Linked DNA regions of Mus musculus: region 1 is linked to region 2. Evidence: chromatin contacts called from public HiCAR-type data. All regions are on one chromosome and are shown on one strand. Each heading gives the region's core, a stretch centred on a gene start, on an enhancer-like site or on the middle of the called end of the contact. The rest is flanking DNA. Distances are from core to core; before and after follow the strand shown.

Region 1 (5,986 bases), core at 3,247-5,746, 1.7 Mb after region 2:
AGGCCATGGAGGGATGTTCTTTACTGGCTTGCCTCACCTGGCTTGCTCAGCCTGCTCTCTTATAAAACCCAAGACTACCAGCCCAGAGATGGTCCCACCCACAAGGGGCCTTTCCCCCTTGATCACTAATTGAGAAAATGCCTTACAGTTGGATCTCATGGAGGCATTTCCTCAACTGAAGCTCTTTTCTCTGTGATAACTCCAGCTGTGTCAAGTTGACACAAAACTAGCCAGTACACTACCCTTTCCAAAGGAAATTGTCATTTGTCTGTATTCATCTTCTTTGTGTTTTCTCTCACATTCATTTTTAATGTTGTTTTTCTTATATTCTGTGAATGTTTGCTATTCTTTTCTTAAATCATGAACTATTTTAAACAACAACAACAAAAAAATAAGTAATAGGAGCTAGAGAGATAGCTCAATGGCTAGGCTGGAGAGATAACTCGATGGTTGGGTGTCCTGGCTGCTCTTGCGTGGAACCTGACTTCAGTTCCCAGAACCTACATGTCAGATCATCTGTAACTCCAGCTCCAGGGGATCTGACACCTTCTTCTAGCCTCTGCAGGCACCAGGCACGCACATGATGAACAAACATGCATGCAGGCAAAATATTCATACATATCAAGTAAAGCTTTTAAAATTAAATTAGCACTAAAAATAAAAATTAACAACAAAGGGGCTGGAGAGGTGACTCAGCACTTAAGACACTGTTTTTGCAAAGGTTTGGAGTTTGACTCACAGCACCCATGTCAGGTGGCTCACAATCATCTATAACCCCAGCTCTAGGGAATCCAGCATCCTCTTCTGAACCTTGTGGGCATTCACACGAATGTGGCAGACAGACAGACAGACAGACAGACACAACTTCTTTCATTAATTAATGTATTTATTCACTTTCTATCCTGACAGCAGCCCCCTCTCTCCTCTTCTCCTAGTCCCATCCTCACAAGCCCCTCCCCCCACTACCTCCTCCCCTTCTCAGAGAAAGGGAAGCCTCCCGTAGGCACCAACCTGCCCTAAGACACCATGTCACAGCAGGACTAAGTGCATCCTCTCCCACTGAAGCCAGACAAAGCAGCCCAGCTAGGGGAAGGGGAGCCAAAGGCCGGCTACAGAGTCAGAGACAGCCTCTGCTCTAATTGTTAAGGAACCTACATGAAGACCAAGCTGCCATACACAAATTTTTGAAGTAGTAAAAACAAATCCTTTAAAAAAAATAACAACCAACCCCCCCCCCCCAAACAAGCACACAAGAAATAATAGCAAATAAGCAATACAGTGAAATGTATTTGTCTTCTCTTTTCAAAGCCAGGAGCTTCCTTGAGAATCAGGACTGTTCAAAGCACCGCCACTGCAGGATGAAGTGCAAAGCTAACGAATACGCCGTCAGATACTGCGAGGACTGGACCATCTGCTGTCGGGTGAAGAAGAAGGAATCCAAGAAGAAGAAGATGTGGTGACATGTTGAGCTCTGTCTTCTTAGATTCCAGGAGAAGGCACCGAAAGCAGATACAAGTTCCTTGTCTACTTACGAATAAATGGTATGATGAGTAACAGGAACTTCACGACAATTTCATGCTTAGGTGGTCATGTTCACATAAATACACGTCTTATCATGCTGTGAGTCTATTTTCATGTGTATAACATTCAGCAGATTGTGATACTCCATATATACCAGTGTATATCTTCAGAAGATATACACTCCATATATGCACGGTTGGCCTTGGCAATGCTAAATCAAATCAGTGAGTTATTAAGAAGAGGAGGAAGAGAGAAAAAGAAGAATATTGAGAAGAAGAAGAAGGGCTCAGCAGAAAGGGAAGAGGAAAAGATAAAGGAGTAGGGTGGATCTGAGCAACATGTATTATGTACGTATCAATGAACACATTTTAAATTGTTTTAAAATTTAAAAGAAAATAATCCTGGTCTTGGGTAAATTATTTGCCATTTAAATGCTCTTATCTGTCAGATGAGGTAAGAACACAATAATTATGATTATATAAATTAGAATGTGTTACCTGATCTTTCTATATAGGTCCTTCTGGCTCTAAAGGTTTCTGTTAAGGAGTCCAGTGTAATCTAATACCTTAGTAAAAGTAGGGACCCCTCTCTCCTTCAGTTTTCAATGTTTTAACTATAATATATCATAGAGAATTTCTTTTCTGGTCTTGTCTACTTGGTTTCTATAGGCCTCTACCTAGATAAGCATCTCAGTATGGATTTGGGAAATTTTTCTTAGATGATGTCACTGAAGATATTATCTGTGCCTTTATTGTAGTATTCTCCTATGCCCACAATTTGGAGGCTAGGTCTTTTCATGATATACCAGAATTATTTTCTCATGTTCAATTCTCCTTCTCCTTCTCCTCCTCCTCCTCCTCCTCTTTCTCCTCCCTCTCCCTCCTCTCCTCCCTCTCACTTTCCCTCTCTCTCCCCCTCTCCCCCCCTCTTTCCCTCTCCCCCTCTGCCCCTCTCCCCTCTTTCCCTCTCCTCTCTCCCTCCCCCTCCCCTCCCTCCCCTTCCCTCCTCCTGCCCCTCCCCCTCTCCCTAACCAACTGAGTGATTCAACACCTCCTCTTTGTCTTAAATCTTCAACTCTCTGAATCTGACACAATCCATTCCACTGCTGGGGTTTTCCACTGAGATTTTTTTGTTTTTTTGTTTTTTGGTTTTTTTGTTTTGTTTTGTTTTTATTGGTTTGATGTTTTTCAGTTCCAGCATCAATTCAGAATTCAGTTTGGGTTGTCTTCATTTCATCCATCTCTTTGTTTTTTTATCTTCTTTTAACTGTGAATTTTTAAAAATCTTTTGTCTGGATAGTCTTCTGGGTCATTTTCATTAGGGCACATCACTATGGGATTTGTGTTTTTCTGGAGGTGATAAATTCTGTGTGTGTTTGTGTGTGGTTTGTATGTGTTGTGTATGTGGTGTATGTGTGTGTGTGTGTGTGTGGCATGTGTTGTTTTTGTTTCTGCATTGGGATTTGTGCATCTAGAATTAGTTTTTTGGTTCAGTTTTTCTTTATTCTGCTCCAATCACCTTTCTTCTTTCAGCAGAGGTGTTTGTAATGTTTAGGGTTAGGACAATGACTTCTGTGCTTATCTGGTATTGGAGATACAGCCTGTCTCCCGGCTCTTGTTCCCCTGTCACCACTTGGTGACTTTAGCCATTCAGTCAAGGAGCCTGGAACAAATTTCCCCTGTCAGTGCAGACTGGTGCTAGTTCTCTAAGCCAGATAGAGCAACTGTGGTGTCCTGTCAGGTAGCTGTCAGGGCTCTGGGACTCTGAGCTATGTGTGGTGGCGCTGAGTCCCTGGAATCAGCCGTAATAGAATTTGAGTCATTAAAGAATACAAATATCAGACAGAAGTGGCGAAGCGTGTTTTAATCCCAGCTCTCAGGAAGCAGAACCAGATGGATCTCTGTGAATTTGAGGCCAGCCTCGTCTACATAGCAGTCTCCAGGCCAGCCTCGTCTACATAGCAGTCTCCAGGCCAGCCTCGTCTACATAGCAGTCTCCAGGCCAGCCTCGTCTACATAGCAGTCTCCAGGCCAGCCAAGGCTACATAGTGAAAGGAAGCAGAGAAAGAGGAGGGGAGGGGAGAGAAAGAAGAGGAGGAAGGGGGAAAAGAGGAAGAGAAGAGGTAGAGGAGAAGAAGAAAGAGGAGGAGGAGCAAGAGGGGAGGAAAAGTAGAAGAAGAGAAGGAGGGAGAGGAAGAAGAAGGTGGAGAATGAGGAGGAATGATTTATTTGGATCTATAGAACACTTTGGTAACATGAACCTTCTAACAATATTAATTCTGAGGATTCTTCTTTTCTTCTGTTGCGTCCTTACATTTATTTTTCAATTCTTATAGCTTCATTGCGCAGGTCTCTAACATCTCTGTGCTAGGCTGTTACATACAGGGAGAGGGAAATTGAACTTGTGTGTCTTTTCTATGGTTGATTACTCTGTACTGAATCAGAGAGGCTGATGTCCACCAGAGATATTCTTCCTGGCAGCAGTATTTCTTTGTGTATCAGCAGTTTCTGCTGGCCACACTTGAATTTTTCATCCCGTGGGTTGGGCAGGTTCTCTCACCTTCTGAAGACAAGCCCCCCACCCCAGCCTCACCTATAGGGGTGGCTGTTTTAGCTAAGGGATGTCTAAGTGTATTTTGGCTGTGTGGGAAACAGTCACAGCGCTGAGACCTATGCAAACAGAACCTCTGTCTTCACACTTTCAAGAACTGTTGCATAATAATCACCCTGCAGGAAGGATGCAGCTCAGGGAGTCCTGTAGCCCACGCTAAGCTCAGCGCTTTGCAGCAGTGAACAGCAGATAGGTTGGTTCAGAATTTTAACTACATCCTGACCTCAGGCTCCAACTCCACAGTGATTCTCAGTTGATGAGATCTTTTCCTGGCAACTATGGGCAGAGCTCTCTCTCCTAGGCTAAGCCAGGCGCCTGCCTCTTGCATCTCTCTTGCTCACCACAGCTGACTCACTAGATCGCCCTTCTCCTACAAGAATGGCCAGCTGAATCAAGTCTCCTTTGCCTGTGGAAGTTTCCTAACTTGGGTCCTCCATCAGGACCTGTCATTACTGTACAATTATCTCAGAAGACACTCCTTAGCTTTTCTGTCCACTGCTGACTCATGTGCCAGATCAGTTGTCTCACCAAAACCTCTAATTGGACCCAAGGCTTTCGAGGCTGTGGCTAATGCAATTGCTTTCAGTTGGCTTTACCATTCGGAAGTGGTCTCTGTTTCCCCTCGTTCTGCCAGACAACTACCTGGCTGAAGCCGTTTGGCTTGCTTCTCTGTGTCCTGCATTATTTTCTCGGCCCATTTCCAGTACCTGACACTCCTTTCATGGCTGCCAGAAGCACTTCCTCCGCCTCTGTCTTTGTAATGTAGGCTTTTGTCTTGTTCTGTCCCTCTCCTCTGTCCCAGCTCACACAGAGACAGACTCTCCGTCACCATCTTATCCAAGAGTTCATTTTTGTTGATGGTTATCCACAGTTTCGTTGTGGATATAGACTGCCTTTATCCATTCATCATTTGATGGGCATCTAGGGAGGTCTGTGGGTCAGGGTTGTGGCTATTGTGGGTGGTACTACAAGAAGATAAGGATATGTACTATCTATGTGTGCCGATGACTTAGATTCCTTCAGGCACAGACCCAGGAGGGAGCCAGCAGAATCACAAGGTCATTCCACGGTTAGTGTGTCCCCCCCCCCCCCCACACCCCTCTGGCCCGGTTTCCATAGTGGCTGCATGAGTTTATTCTCACTGGCAGTGTATAAAAGTTTCTTTCTTTTACAACTTTGCCAGCATTCATTGTTTGATTTCTTTCTTTCTTGTTTAAAAGAATCTTTTTTTTTAATTCAACTGACATAGTATCATGCATCTTTTTAAAATAAAAAAAAAATCTTGGAAGGATTGTCGTCAAAATGCAATTAAGGTCTCTTGATTTCTATTTCTCTGAATCCTCTAATTTTCATACATTTTATTATCTTTATAATAAATTGTTTGTAAGCCTCAAGAAAATTCTTTTCACATTCTCCTTTTTCAGCTATTATCAGTTCACAGCTATCCATTAGAATCGTGGCCAACTGCTGACCCGTGCATGGTGGGTTTCCTTCAAGCCATCATAGAGTCATCTTTTCTAAAGGTATTTCCTATTAGCCAGAGTTAATGGGTGACCTCTGATAAGTCCCGGTTTCAGATGAAAAAAAACTGTGCATACAAAACTGTCTACAACTAAGTCCTATGTTAGGAAATGTGTGCCTAGACAAGCTGTACTTCTTACCTTTCAATTTTCTGTTTATAGGAATTATCCAAATCATTCTTAAATGACTTAAAATGTTGTCACTATTTCTATATCCAGTGAAAATTCAGCTTTTAACTACTGTGGAATTTGACCATTCTGGCAAAGGCAAGGCTGACTTTCTTGATTTAAATAAGACGCAAACTACGTAAGACTGCAAACGTTTAACTGGTGAA
Region 2 (6,110 bases), core at 1,618-4,117:
AGTCCCACTTGTCTGACTCCTCAAAGGACAGACTCCTCAAAGAAGCTACCAAAGGGGGCTGGCAAGATGGCTCAGTGGGTAAAGTGCCTGTCCCAGAAGCATGGGAACGTGTTCGTGGATCCTCAGCACACCCACAGAAAGTGGCTTAACCAAAGCCGCGTGTTCTCCTAATGCTGAGCATCTCTCAGCCTGACCCCCAGATTTCCCTGTTCACATTTTCTGCTCTCTAACATGGCCCTCTCTGAAGGGCTGCTGGCTTTCCACCAATGGGTTCCAGCAACTTCTGTCCTAGCCCTGTGAACTCAGCATGCTTTCACTCCATGTTACTAAAATTCACTGTCCTATTGATTATCCCACAATTAAAACCTTATCCTCGCCGGGCAGTGGTGGCGCATGCCTTTGATACCAGCACTTGGGAGGCAGAGGCAGGCAGATTTCTGAGTTTGAGGCCAAGCCTGGTCTACAGAGTGAGTTCCAGGACAGCCAGGGCTACACAGAGAAACCTTGTCTCGAAAAACAAAAAACAAACAAGCAAACAAAACAAAACAAAACAAAAAAAAACCTTATCCTCATCCCTTTATATTTCCCCTCAACCTTATTTTCCTACCCTGGCATAAGAACTCAAGATCTTTGTCCGTTGGCTATTTTGGAGTGTATCCGTTGGATAGAAATGTAGAAGCCACCCAGGTATTTTGTAGAGAACACAAAGTGAGCAAGGTAGTCAATGGGACCCTTCAGGGCCTTCAACACATGATCACAGGCTCGTGCTTTCTCCCTATGGTCTGAGCAGGAAGAGGTAAACTCTTTCAGGATCAGGCCCGCTGTTTCATAAGCACTACCTATACTATATGGCATTTTGCCAACAGGTTGCTATCAGCTGGGATACATTGGCTGTCATCTGGAACTTCTTTGAGAAATGCCCTTGTCTTCAACCCTGGGCTCATTCACTTCTGGGAGGAAGGGAGGGTGTCAAATAAGTGTCTGTAACCTGCAGGGCTTTCTGGAGTCCCTCTTGATTACCACTGAGTCCTGGGTTTCAAGTCTCTCTCTCTCTCTCTCTCTCTTTTTTTTTTTTTTTTTTTGGTTTGGTTTGGTTTTTTGAGACAGGGTTTCTCTGTATAGCCCCGGCTGTCCTGGAACTCACTTTGTAGACCAGGCTGGCCTCGAACTCAGAAATCCACCTGACTCTGCCTCCCGAGTGCTGGGATTAAAGGCGTGTGCCACCACGCCTGGCTCTGGGTTTCAATTCTTAACTTAACAAACATGTCCGGCCCATCTGTGTTCGACTCTGGGTTCTGTGCATTCAGCTTTGAGTGCCTTGGAGGGCACAGAAGTTTCTCAGTCTTGCTGGTGTGTCTATACTTCAGGGCTACACAGCAGGAGTGGGAAGTGCCTGCCTGGGCCTAGCTTCTGCCTCTTGGTGCCCACAGAAGTGATGATGAAGGTGACTCCCCTGGGCCAGAACCCCATAAAGTCTCTGGGAGGTGGGTCCCCTCTTGGTCCCATCACCACCAGTTTCCATGAATGATGTCACTTGTGGTTATTCTTCAGGTATGGTTATGTTGGGGGAACCCAGCTGGGGGCAATGCAGGGACCCAGAGGGTCAGGCAAGGGGAAGGGGGCTCACATAATTGAGGATTCTCTCTCCTGGATTTAGGACTATCCCCTGGTCCTCTCCTGGCTGGAACAGAGAGTCGCTGACCCCTCACCCCTTTATGGTTGTTCTGAGATGTCCCCCTCTCTGGAAGACAATGATGATAGAATACACTCAGGGCCTGTTCCATAAATAACTGCTTGAGCTGAAGCAGGAAAGCCAGTCTAAGGAGGGTTTTTAACGTGCTCAGTCTCACAGGAGCACATGTTAAGCGCTGTACCAACCATTCCGGAGAAAGCTAAGAGGCAGGGGAGCACGCCTCTTGCAGAGCGAGCGGTTCCAATCCTCTTGCAGAGCGAGCGGTTCCAATCCAGTCTCACTGAGCACACAGCTAGGATCTAGCTCTGTGGCAGTGTAGCCGCAGATCCTCCCTCCCGTACCCATGGCACCAGGCAGACCTCTCAGCTTTCCTTGCCAAGTTCTTTGGTAGAATATGATAATCGTCTTTGGGGTTCATGGGATTAATGAGGGCTGGACAATACAGCGAACAGAAGTGCTTTGAAGAGGGACAGATCTGCGCTGGGCACTAACAACAGTCAGGCTTTCCTTGAATGCCTGCCAAGTTGGCATCCCAAATCCACTCCATTCTCTCTTCCACTTACTGCCTAACAAATGGAAAAGGCAAATGAACGGCGGCGGCGTGCGTGGCTTTTATCATGGACACCCTACACCCAAACCCAAGAGTGTTAGGGGAAGGGCCCATTGTCTGGAGATTTTTGAACTCAGACCTTGAAAGAACCGATGTCCTCGGAGCTCACTGTTCTACCCTCCCCCAGCCTTGCCCTAAAAACTCCAGATGCTAAAAATACCCTGGCCACCTGCTGCCCAGGGAGACAGTAAATCACGGGCCTTCTAGCACTAGAATCCCAGCCAGGCCTGGTTCAAGGTGGCCCCGGGCACAAACCCACGAGGTTAAGTTCACGTTTCTCCACCCAGGCTGCTACTAGCAGCTTTCCCTACTGCCCAGGAGGCTACAGGCAGAAGGGCCCAGAGCCAACGGGACCAGCTTGAACTTTCTGGAGCCAACGTGCCGAGTGGGTGAGGGGCAGTCTGGGAAAGGGCTGCTGGGGAAGGAGGCTCCAGGGAAAGGGAGCTGATGAGGCCACAAGAAGCAACTGCTTTACTGTATTAGAATACGGTCTGCACAACCACAAGTTGCCATACTGCGCTGTCTTGTTATTCGGAGGCCACCAGATGGCGCTGTTAACAAGGAACTCATGTATCTGTGGTGTGTGCTATTCCCTAGATGGGAAGAGAATTACTGGAGACAGCTCTTGCTTGACCTGGGCACACAGTGGCACATGGAGGAAATTTGCTACACACACACACACACACACACACACACACACACACACACACACACACACACACACCTCTAAACCAAAACACAGGCAAGAATGTCAAAGGTCAATTCACTTTCATTCTTAACACAGGACCACAGGCAAGAAATGAGAGGCAAATTAAATTTTAATGGACTTTTCAGCAAAAGGTTTCATCAACAAAGACAGTTGTGGGGACAAGTGCAGATTATATTTGAAAATTTGGGGATCCCTGAGAGTTTTCTAGAAAGCTATGTTATTACAGGTAACTGCTATCACACCAGTCAGTGGTGGCACATACCATTAATCCCAGCATACCAAAGGCAAAAACAGGCAGATACCTGAGTTCAAGGCCAGTCAGGTCTATAGAGTAGGTTCCAGGACAGCCAGGGCTACACAGAGAAGCCCTGTCTGGAAAACCAAACCAAACCAACCAACCAACCAACCAAAAACAATAATAAAAAGACAAACTGCTGTCAATCAGCTGCACGGTCCAATCAGTAAAATATAAAAACAGAGCAGTGCATAAGCTACAAGATAAGTGATGACGTTAAGGGCTACTCAAGTGTAATGAGTAGATCCACGTGATTGGAAATTACTTTGTGGTGGTTTGAATGAGAGTGGCCCCCCCTAGGCTCACGTGAGAATGCTTGGTCCCCAGTTGGTGGAACTGTTTGAAGGATTAGGAATGTGGGCTTGTTGGAAGAGGACTGACTGCCTTTAAGTTTTCAAAAGTCCAGGCTATTCTCAGTGTGTTCTTTCTTCTCTCTGCCTCACATAGACCACGGTGCAAGCTCTCAGCTACTGCCCCAGCACCATCCCTGCCTGCCTGCCTGCCTGCCTGCCTCCCACTATGTTTCCCACCATGATGATCATGAACCATGAGCCTCCAACTATAAGTTATATATAACTATATTATAACTTCCTTTATAAGTTACCTTGGTCATGGTGTTCTGTTATGCCGGGAGAAAAGTGACTAAGAAACACAGATCATCATCATCATCATCATCATTATTATTATTATTATTTGTGCATAGCTCACCTTCAACTGAGTGACTTTCAGATCTTTTATGTTCCTGGGGATGCATCTAATATTGTGTGTAATCCTTGCTGTTGGAGTAGAAAGACCACGTTTTTGTTGATGTTCCTGTTTTGGAGGCATGGTCCTGTTATTGTAGCCCAGTTGGCTCTGGACTGGAGCTTCCTCTGCCTCGGCCTTAGTTACCACCTTGCTGGGAGGTATACTTTTAAGTTGACTTTGACCTAATTCATGGGTGCTCTCACCCTGTGTCCCTCGGATTTCTTCCGGATAAACGACTTTTACACACAAATCTAGAATTCCAAGTACGCCCTGGGAAGGGTGTACAAAAATTACTATAGACCCCACTCAGGGCCATTTAAGTAACAGAGACACAGGCTCCAAGAAGTGGCCAAGGTACGGCTTCAGGGAGAGAAGGGATTGAACCAGGACCTAACTGCAGCACAATGGCCACACTGCAGCCTCTCTTCCAGAGTTGGAAAGAGGCCATTTAATACTTTCAAGTAACAGTCTACTTCCTCCAATCACACAAACATCTGAGGAAACTGGCTTCGAAAGTCAAGGATGATTGCTAGCAACTGTTGGGCTGCATCCTGCCTCATTGCTGGGGTGCCTAGAGCGGCTGGCATGCCACTTAGGGGAGGCAAAACAGTTTGCAATGGGGGGAGCCATGTTTTCCTGGGTGGGAAGCAGAGGCGTCTGGGATGGCTGCTGTGGCTCCCCGTCTCCTGTGTACACAGGCATCACTGCTGTACCACTGGGAGTCTGGAACGGGGATCCTCAGTCCATACTTCCCTTCAGGACCTTCATGAACCAAGCAGGAAGAGGAAGGCAGAGCCCTGTATGGGGACTGAACCTGGTTTGGTTCCGAGTGAGTGCCCAGAGTGTGGAGGGGCTGGAAGAGAAGAGAAAGCCTTCCTTGGGAGATTTAAGCACAGTTCTTTATGCCAAAGGCCTCCCCCCATGGCGATCTTTGATGAAGGGACAGTCCTTGCTTGTTCAAACTGCTTTATTTGATGGTGACTATGAATGCATATGCCTTACTCAGGGTGAACTAGGGATTAAATATCTTTTGCAGGAAGGAATGTCCAGGAAGGGAAGCTCATTGGCTGAACACTAGGGGCCTATCTAGAGACTTCATTAGCATGGAGAACATCAGGTTTTTAATGCTACGTGGCTGGCTGCCATGGTCCTCTCAGTGGGGTGACATTTACATGTTCCAAAGCAGGTAGAGTTTGGCAGGACCTGGCTCCACACCTCAGTTCTGAGCTTCATGGGGTTTGAGGTCACTCAACCTTACCACTTCTTGTGTCTGGTGGCACAGTTCACTTGCCCCACAACCAACCAGCTTCTGCTATGGGCACAGATTCCTCAAAAGTGAAGGCCTTTTCAAACTACCCACCATTATATTGTGTGGGATGTGGAGAGCTGTGGCTTGAAAAATGGAAAACTAATGAAAAAGGAGAGAGACTCGTCAAGTTAATACACACAGAGAAAAATCTTTAGGAAGCTGAAAGCAAGTTTGTCATACTGGTCTTCTCTGACCAGTTGAACCCTCTCTACAGCCCCTCCCCTTCTTTCTTCCATTGAAACAGGGTCTTACCATGTTATCCAACTGGTCTCAAACTACTGGGCTCCAACGATCCTGCTGCCTCAGCCTCTTGAGTGGCTAAAACCACAGATATGGGTCACCAGTACCCAGATTGTTTTCTTCTTGCTCTTCCAGTTTCCCCTCTCAGCATTACACTTCTGTCTATTTTAGTTTGGGGTTAGGGCTGAATCCAGGGTTTCAGGCACGCTAGGGCAGCACCCTACCACTACAGCCAAGTCTGTGTAATAAAGCAAGTTTTAAAGGAAATTCAACAGCAAAGCATAATATATCAGACTATTAACTTCTAAGGATTAACCAATGGGTGTGACTGCTTCCTATGGGGAAAGATGATGATTCTGGGGAATGTACTAAGTCTGGGGTCTGCAGGGATATCCAGGTGAGATGCAGACTCTCCATGTAAGAGTGAGTGGAAGATGCTAGTACCCTCTTCCACCTATGTCTGGTAGGCCTACTACTTCAGGGCATTCAAAGTTGGGGAAGTATGGC

The links. HiCAR-type assays count read pairs that join an accessible place to other places.
Region 1: a contact with region 2 is called in a HiCAR-type map of astrocytes, with 4 times the contacts expected there. The contact joins two enhancer-like sites. A contact is called at or near these places in 2 of 39 promoter capture datasets (hippocampal neurons and pre-B cells) and 1 of 115 datasets of contacts at active chromatin or transcription factors (astrocytes).

Annotation. Positions count from the first base shown.
Region 1 is chr14:63,016,470-63,022,455 of GRCm38.p6, forward strand. It overlaps Defb43 (defensin beta 43), which reads left to right. Exons shown (of 2, transcript NM_001039121.1): 2 at 1,309-1,619. The coding sequence ends at 1,460. Among named protein-coding and RNA genes, the nearest start is that of Defb43, 7.7 kb to the left of the region's middle. Within about 2 kb of position 4,497, at least 44 of the 459 cell types and tissues checked have an H3K27ac peak or open chromatin away from gene starts, as enhancers often do. A contact at or near this core is called in astrocytes, where this site is marked.
Region 2 is chr14:61,328,639-61,334,748 of GRCm38.p6, forward strand. No RefSeq gene overlaps it. Among named protein-coding and RNA genes, the nearest start is that of Gm25716, 11 kb to the right of the region's middle. Within about 2 kb of position 2,868, at least 57 of the 459 cell types and tissues checked have an H3K27ac peak or open chromatin away from gene starts, as enhancers often do. A contact at or near this core is called in astrocytes, where this site is marked.